Regions from separate parts of the Sus scrofa genome. Here region 2 is linked to region 1. Evidence: chromatin contacts called from public Hi-C data. All regions are on one chromosome and are shown on one strand. Each heading gives the region's core, a stretch centred on a gene start, on an enhancer-like site or on the middle of the called end of the contact. The rest is flanking DNA. Distances are from core to core; before and after follow the strand shown. Region 1 overlaps SVIL (supervillin). Region 2 overlaps SVIL (supervillin).

Region 1 (4,531 bases), core at 950-3,449:
AATCAGATGACTATGGTACATCTTGCACTTTTTTCCCCAAGTGAAAAACAAACACAAATTTTAAAACCTATTGATAGGCAAACTGTGTTTGCTAAGGAACTACACACTAAGTGCTGGCATTCACTGTCATATTCTTCTCATCCACCCTGATGGCAGGCAAGTGCGATGAGTCCTGACTTGGGGTCCACTGTCCCCTCCTCACTCTCATCATCCAGGTGCCTGCTACAGAGGAGGGTCTCCAAAGCTTCAAGTCTGAGGAGCCCCTTTCCAATGCCAACATTTCTTTGTATCCGTCCCATGCCAGCAGTGGTGTTTTGAGTAAGATAATATTGAAAGGCTGTTATGAATTCAGCAGTGCATATCACAGGTTTATATTTTATTATTTTTTCTTTTTAGGGCCGCACCTGCAGTATATGGAAGCTCCCAGGCTAGGGGTTGAATCTGAGCTGCAGCTGCAACCTACACCACAGCCACAGCAACACCAGATCCCGTGTCACCACTGCAACCTATGCCACAGCTTGTGGCAATGCTGGATCCTTAACCCACCAGGCAAGGCTGAGGATCAAACCTGCATCCTTGTGGACACTATGTCAGCTTCTTAACCACTGAGCTACAGTGGGACCTCCACATGTTTATATTCTATAAGTCACAGCACTTAGGAGCATTTCAAGTAGTGTTCTTGCAGTGTACCTGAAGCTAATACAACATTGTAAGTTAACAACAACAAAAAAGACATTATAGAGTCTCTAGAGAGGCCCATTCTTCTTCTTTACCAAAACTCCGTGTTACCTTTTTTTTTGGGGGGGGGGGGCTGTGCCCACAGCATGTGAAAGTTCCAGGACCAGGGATTTAACCCATGCCGCAGTAGCAACCTGAGCCACTACAGTGACAACACTGGATCTTTAACCCACTAGGCCATCAGGGAACTCCTCATCCTTTTATATACTAATTTTTAAAAATTGACCCTTGTCAGTACATTTTGGTATAATAAATTTATTCTGTCTTAAAAATAAGTAAAAATAAAAATAAAAAGTAGTGCCCTTGTGCGTCACAATTTAGCCTGCAGTCGATGCTTAGAACAACACACAGGCAGACTTTGGGGTTCCAGACCACTGCAGTAAAGTGAATACTGGGATAAAGTGAGTCACATGGGGTTTTTGGCTTCCTGACGCATATAAAGGTTACAGTTACACTGCATTGTGTCTTAAATAAAAAAAACCCCAAGGTATATCTACCTTAATTAAAAATACTCTATTGGTAAAAAATGCTCACCATCCTCTGCTTTCAGCGAGTTGTAGCGGTAACATCAAAGATCACTGATCACAAGTCACCAGAGCAGGTGTAATAATAATGAAAAAGTTGGAAATACTGTGAGAGTTACTGACTGTGACACAGACACAGGAAGGGAGCAAATGCTGTTGGGAAAAAAAAAGGTGCCCATAGATTTGCTCAATATGGCAGAGCCACAAACCCTGAGTTTGTAAAAAACACCGTTATCTGTGAAAGGTAACCAAGCGAGGTGTGCCTGCTAATTCCTCCAGCCCCCATGGACCTCGGAAGGGCAGGTGCATAGCATCTGCTGGGTAACAAGGCAGTGGTACAAAGACGGAAAAAAGTTAACTCAGGCAGCAAGAAAGCGTTGAAGGACTTTTAAAGAAAAGTAATTTAAAGGTTCAAGTAGAAGAGACTGGAACACAAAATCGAGGAGAGAAGAGAAACAAGATAAATCCTGAAGTTCTCTCTCTTTAAGAAGACAAAATGGTCTGGGCAATAGATCTTAAGCATCCCAAAGCAGTTCAGGGAACTCTCCTACCTTCCTGGGGCCAGTGGGGTGAGGGATGGGGTTGGCGGGGGCGGTGGGGGGGGAACAGTACAGCCACTCTGGAAATCAGTTTGGTTAAGTTTTTATAAAGCCAAACAGATTCTGACCACATGGCCCAGCAATCCCATTCCTAGGTTATTTATTCAAAAAAAAAATGAAAACATACATTCCTATAAAAACCTGTATGTGAGTATTATGGAGGTATTGGTTATCATCACCAAAAATTTCAAACAACCCAAAGGTCCTTCACCTGGTGAATGAATAAGCAAACCCTACATCCATAATGGAATACCCCTCAGTGATAACTAGGAGCAAACTACCGATAACACACAACAGCACTGGTGCATCTCAAACAGCTGTGGACTGTATGATTCCATTTATAGGACATTACAGCCAAAGCAAAACTATTAGAACAGAAAACAGATCAGTGGTTACCAGGGGATGAGGCTGAAGGAACATTTCAGGGTGACGGAAATTTACATTTTTGCTTATGGTGGTTACACAACTGTATGCACTTAACAAAACTCACAGCTGTACACTTTTTAAAAGAGCACAGCCCTGTAATGACAAAGAAGAAAAAAAGAGAAAGAGTGAATGTTACTGAATGTAATCACATACTGATACACCCAACATTTTTTTTCTTTTTTTCTTTTCATACCCCTCAAGGCAGATGAAAGTTCCCGGGCCAGGGATTGAATCTGAGCCACAGCTGCAACCTACACGACAGCTGCAGCAATGCCGGACCCTTAACCCCCTGTGCCACAGTGGGAACTCCCACGTCTGACTTTTTAAAAGCAGCTCAGAGCAATTACACCAACAAGATTACCACATGGAATGGGGCTCTTAGGACCTTCTACAAGGTTCTAAAGACCATTTTCCATCTTCGTCAATGAACTCTCACCCCTGTTTTCTTCCCATGTAATATTTATAGGAAGATTATTGGTTGCTCACTGGTAGGAGACAAAGCTCCATTAATCTTACAAAATTTCTTAAAGTAACCTCTGAGTGTTAGCTAATTATGGGAACTCCACTGTACTAAAAATAGACACAAGCATGTGGCTCTTCTGCCTCATTTTTTTTTTTTTTTGTCTTTTTGCCTTTTCTAGGGCCGCTCCCGTGGCATATGGAGGTTCCCAGGCTAGGGGTTGAATCAGAGCTGTAGCTGCCAGCCTATGCCACAGCCACAGCAATGCAGGATCCGAGCTGCATCTGCAATCTACACCACAGCTCACGGCAAAGCCAGATCCTTAACCCACTGAGCAAGGTCAGGGATCGAACCTGCAACCTCACAGTTCCTAGTCAGATTCATTAACCACTGAGCCATGACAGGAACTCCCTTCTGCCTCATATTATATACATGCCTGCTAATCACTAAGGAAAGAATTAAGACTCCAGCAGCTCTGTCCATCAACATATTCCCACGATAAAACAATTACATCACTAGGAAGTCCAGGTACTTATGTTCCTATGGTACATATGTTCCACATGTTGAACTACACTTAAGGTAGACCAAGGTCACAGCTTAAATTGTTAGGCAAGTGCTGAATCTAAGACAAATTCGACTCTTGAATTGCAAACCTTATGAGGGTAGGAAAATCAAAATCATCACTGGACTACTGAACAACAAAACTGCTCTATGATTTGGTCTACACATGCAGACCAAAAGCAACGTGTTCCTTCCTTCATTTGATACCCTGCAGATACATCTTGATTGCCTATGTGTGCTAGGCATGAAAGATACATGCGTGTCATTGTAAATCCCTGTCTGTGTGGGGTTTACATTCTCTTGGGAGGGATAATGAATTATAAATAAATGAATGGACAAATAAACCAAGTGATTAATCAATAATAGACCAAATGTCAGTTCGTAAGAGCTGAGAAGGAAAAGCAGGGTAAGAACCCAACGCAATCTACAGATTTAATACAATAACTATCAAATTATCCACGACATTTTTCACAGAACTAGAACGCACAACTTGGTAATGTATATGGAACCATAAAAGTCCCAGAATTGCCAAAGCAGTCCTGAGGAACAAAAACCAAGCAGAAGGCATAACTCTACCAGACTTCAGACAATATTACAAATCTACAGTAATCAAGACAGCGTGGTAATGATACAAAAACAGACATATGGATGAATAGAACAGAATAGAGAGCCCAGAAATAACCCCAGACAGCTATGGTAAATTAATCTTCAACAAAGGAGGCAGTATATAAAATGGGAAAAAGACAGTCTCTTTAGCAAATGGTGCTGGGAAAACTGGACAGTTGCATGTAAGTCATTGAAACTGGTACACAACCTTACACGATGCACACAAATAAACTCAAAATTGCTTAAAGACTTAAACATAAGACAAGACACCATAAAACTTCTAGAAGAGAATATAGGCAAAACATTCTCTGACATCAACCGTATAAATGTTTTCTTAGGTCAGTCTCCCAAGGCAATAGAAAGAAAAACAAAAATAAACCAATGGGACTTAATCAAACTAATAAGCTTTTATACAGCAAAGGAAACCATTAAAAAAAAATGAAAAGGCAACCTATGGAATGGGAGAAGATAGTTGCAAATTATGCAACCAGCAAGGGCTTAATCTCCAAAATATACAAACAGCTCATACAACAACAGGAAAAAAAAAAAAAACTCCAAGTGAAAAATGGGCAGAAAACCTGAAGAGACATTTCTCCAAAGACGACATACGGATGGCC
Region 2 (4,401 bases), core at 111-2,610, 73 kb before region 1:
AGCTGTGGCTCTTATCCAACCCTACTCCTTCAACCTTACTGTCAAAGAGAACAGAGAGGAGTAAGGAATGTCATTTTGGAAGAGAAATGTACAGGGAGAGGTCATTCTAGAGCACGTTCCGTCTAACCTGCATCGCGACATCATCTGTCCACTTGTGACAGCCCTCAAACCCGGGTCCCCCGGCTCCTAGGACTGTTCTTTGTGCTGTCCCACATTACTGCCCAGCGATGGTTCTCCACGTATGACCTCACCCCCTAGAAAGGCTTCACTATAAAACTCGATCAAGTCTCTATATGGACATGGAGAATAGACTTGCAGTTGCCAAACGGGAGTGGATGGGGGGTGGGGTGGACAGGAAGTTTGCGGTTTGCAGATGCAAACTATCATATATAGAATGGATCAACCACAAGGTCCTACTGTACAGCCCAGGGAACTATATTCAGTATCGTGAGATAAAACAAAATTGAAAAAGGATGTGCGTGTGTGTACACACACACACACACCTCTCCATATCTGAGTCACTTTGCCGTACAGTAGAAATTATCACATCGTAAATCAACCACACTTTAAAAAAAGGGGGGGAGGGGGAGTTCCCACTGTTCTACCAAAGGTTTGGAATTCAGCGGCAGCAGCTCAGGTCCCTGCAGAGCCATGGGTTTGATCCCCGGCCTGGGCGGTGGCTTACATGCCTCTGGCATTGCTGCACCTGTGGAATAGGTTGCAGCTGTAGCTTGGATTCAATCTCGGGAACTTTCAGATGCTGAGGGTGTGGCCACTGAAAAATAAGGGATTCTGCGTCTCGAAAACATCCTGGACTAAATGGAAAAGAGTCAGCAGTTCCTGATTAAGTCCATAATAATAAGTCCTGATACAGGACTTGACAGCACAGGTTACACAGTGAGCAGAGCCCTAGGAAAATACATGAGCTATGCCCCTCTGTTCTTTGGGATGTCACCTCCCACTTTCCACCCAGTGACTGCCAAGGACAATGCATATTCAAGCACCACAGGGCACTCGAATTAATTGAGCGGTACTAGGCCACCTCTCCAGGGTTTGGGCTCCAGGCTCCTTACAGAATGCAAGCCCATGGCCACCCTCTCTGCTGGCCTGTCCCCAGGCGCCAGCCTTCTCAGCCTGCCTGCTGGTCTGCCTAATAAGGCCATGTGCAAGCTGACTGGCTGGCTGGCTTCTGGGTCACCTACTGTTCACCGTACAAACTGGGGGGGCTCGCGAGCAAAGCCAGAGCCTACCTTTTGGCAGACAAAGGGTTAGCTGCTGCCAAAGCTCTTAAAAGGCTGCACAGTTGGGCCATTGACATAATAATAGAAACCTCCTCCAGCTGAGCCTGCCAGACTCCAGCCTGGGGATCAGCTTTCTGGGTTAAAGGAACTTCACTTGGGCTGTGGCCTGGAGCAAGAGGCCATACAAGGGAAAGTTCTTTGCTCCAGGCCCTTCCAGGCTCCGACAAAGACCGCACACCATCAGTCTGTGGAGCAGCCTATTCAGCCTGCACCCTGACTCCTCCAGAGGCCCCCACTTCAAAAATAGCAACAGACCCTCTCCAGAGAGATTGCATGTCCTGGGTCCTTAAAGGAGAGTCACTGGGTCAGGTGCCGGAACAACCTTTTTTATTTTTTAGGTTTTTTTTTCTTTTAGGGCCGCTAGGGGTCAAATCAGAGCCACAGCTGCTGGCCTCCGCCACAGCCACAGCAACTGGGGATCTGGGCTGTGTCTGCAACCTACACTGCAGCTCACGGCCACGCCAGATCTTTAACCCATTGAGTGTGGCTAGGGATCGAACTCACGTCCTCGTAGATTCTAGTCAGGTTCTTAACCCGCTGAGCCACAATGGAAACTCCAGCTTTTGTGATTTATTCCCATTATTTAAGGCCCAGTGAGAGGGCCCAGGAGCACTATTAGTCCCTTCATCCTTCCACTGTCAACCTTGTGGCTCTCTGATTCTGGTGTTTTTTTTTTTTTTTTTTTTTTTTTTGGTCTTTTTAGGGCTGCACCCACGGCATATGGAGGTTCCCAGGCTAGGGGTCCAATCAGAGCTACAGCTGCTGGCCTACACCACAACAACGCAGGATCTGAGCCACATCTGCAACCTAAACCACAGCTCATGGCAATGCTGGAGCCTTAACCCAATGAGTGAGGCTAGGGATCGAACCTGCATCCTCATGGATGCTAGCTGGGTTTGTTAACTGCTGAGCCACAATGGGAACTCTGCTCTTTGATTCTGAATTAGCCCTTCCACCAAGGACATGGCCAGGAAAAGCAAAGGCGAGAGAGGCTTAGCTCCTGGTCATGAGCTCTGTCCACTAAGACTCCTGGAGGCACAAGCCTGGATGGCCTGAACCATCCTGCAAAAAGTTCAGAGGTCAAACCTCAGGACATTCGGAATTACAAACTAAAGATACAAAAGCAGGAAAAAAAATGAGTAAATTAATTTCTCAAATATTCAGCAGTGATGACTGAGCCTGTCTTGTTTATTCCAATGAAATGCAATGTCATAAAAGAAAATTCCTTAATAGAAAAACTAAAAATTATAGGAAAAAAAAAATTCCTCCCTTCTAGTCCCTGTGACCCCCTCCTAACGACAGAGATAGGACCGAATTACCCTCCCCCTGGGCATTTCTAGCTTAAGCGGGGCTGTCTAACAAGATTCCACACAAGAGATCTATTCATAGACTTGATTATGTTAGACGAGCAAGTGACACTTGGTTTGGAAGGTATATATTTAGTCGAGAGCCATTTAGCAGAACTAGAACCACTGTACACACTCCTGCCCCTGGAAATTAAAACTGTGCCAATTACATCAGCAGATGATGGATTTTTATCAGATTTTTTTTCCCCTTCAGAAGAGGAAAGAATGGGAGTTCCCACTGCGGCTCAGCGGGTAAAGAACCCAACTGGTATCCATGAGGGCTCCGGTTTAAGCCCTGGCCAGGCTCGGTGGGTTAAGGATCAAGCATTCCTGTGAGTTGTGGTGTAGATTGAAAACCTGGCTTGGATCTGGCGTTACTGTGGCTGTGGCCTAGGCTCTGATTTGACCTCTAGCCAGGGAACTTATACACCATGGGTGCAGCCCTAATAAGAAAAGTAAATAAATAAAAGAAGAGAAAAGAATGTTTTCAATATGTATGTTACATCTTTTTCACTATTAGACTACATGTGCTATTTGATTAGGGGGGCAGACAGTGATTTTAAAGTGATTAAGCATTAAATCTTCATTTGCTACCTTTTAATAGAACACATTATTTTCAAGCACATTATCAGGCTATTTTTATGGGAATATTTTTAACCCAGGCACATGTTTACCCTGTGTTCAGCTTAAAAGAGGCTGCTAGAGCTTTAAACCTCCTCCTGCAGGACTGATTTAACCTAGTCCCAGTTCTCAACATCTAGAAGCATTAACTCAAGTACTAACCTTTCTTTTAAGTCATTAAAACCGGATTCTTTAATTGCACGATGTCTCCCCCTAGTGGCAGAAAGGAGTGGATGCACTTTCCCAAGTCAATTTTACAACCACCACTCAGAAAAGCAAAGCAAAGCCTGAAGTCAGGACAAATTTGTTTACAGCAGCTTTAAAATCTCTAAGATATGTAAGAACTTAAATGTTAGCAGATTATTTCATTCAATTGCTCGGAAACTATGCATTGAGTGACCTATAGACCAAGTCCATTTCTGGTGCTGGGCAAAAAGCATCAGTGAGAACATTCCATTCTAAGCAATAAACAGCTCATACAAAGGTATGGCATCATGTCCCACACGCCCAGTGGCCTTTTATTTTAATGTATGTGAAATATATGTTATGTGATCTAAATACCAAATACTCTGAAATGCTAGTGGTTTGGTATTGCTGGCACAACTCCTAGACTGTCACTGTCACTTGCCTCTATCTTCCCTGCCCCACAAGCAGACCCAGAGCCTTTCACCTGTATCCTCACCAAGTACCTGCTGAACAAAATGACCATGGGCTGTCTGTACCCATGCCATCCCAACTTTTTTTTTTCGTATTAGGGCCACACCCATGGAATATGGAAGTTCCCAGGCTAGGCGTCAAATTGGAGCTGCAGCTGCTAGCCCACACCACAGCGACAGCAACGTGGGATCTAAGGCTCATCTGTGACCTACACCACAGTCATGGCAAAATGGGATCCTTAATGCACTGAGTGAAGCCAGGGATTAAATCCACATCCTCAAGGACAGCAGTCAGGTCCTTAACCTACTGAGCCACAACAGGAACTCCACAACTAACAAGGCTTTCTGATCAGCTACATGAAAGGGCTCTCGCTGTTTTCAGTTGTGCATATTCTCCACGAAAATATTGAGAGCTTTAAGACTGAGGCAGTCTCACAAAAGAAGCAGTACGTCTAATGCAATAATCGACCACAATAA

Evidence for each region. A called contact is a pair of places that touch in the nucleus more often than the background predicts.
Region 2: a Hi-C map of skeletal muscle shows a contact between it and region 1, with 3 times the contacts expected there. The contact joins two enhancer-like sites. A contact is called at or near these places in 2 of 47 Hi-C or Micro-C datasets (heart right ventricle and skeletal muscle) and 2 of 2 datasets of contacts at active chromatin or transcription factors (alveolar macrophages and skeletal muscle).

Annotation. Positions count from the first base shown.
Region 1 is chr10:41,244,444-41,248,974 of Sscrofa11.1, reverse strand. The region is part of intron 2 of SVIL (supervillin); the gene reads right to left. Among named protein-coding and RNA genes, the nearest start is that of SVIL, 70 kb to the right of the region's middle. Within about 2 kb of position 2,199, at least 4 of the 83 cell types and tissues checked have an H3K27ac peak or open chromatin away from gene starts, as enhancers often do. A contact at or near this core is called in skeletal muscle, where this site is marked.
Region 2 is chr10:41,316,315-41,320,715 of Sscrofa11.1, reverse strand. All of the region lies in intron 3 of SVIL (supervillin), which reads right to left. Among named protein-coding and RNA genes, the nearest start is that of SVIL, 140 kb to the right of the region's middle. Within about 2 kb of position 1,360, at least 28 of the 83 cell types and tissues checked have an H3K27ac peak or open chromatin away from gene starts, as enhancers often do. A contact at or near this core is called in skeletal muscle, where this site is marked.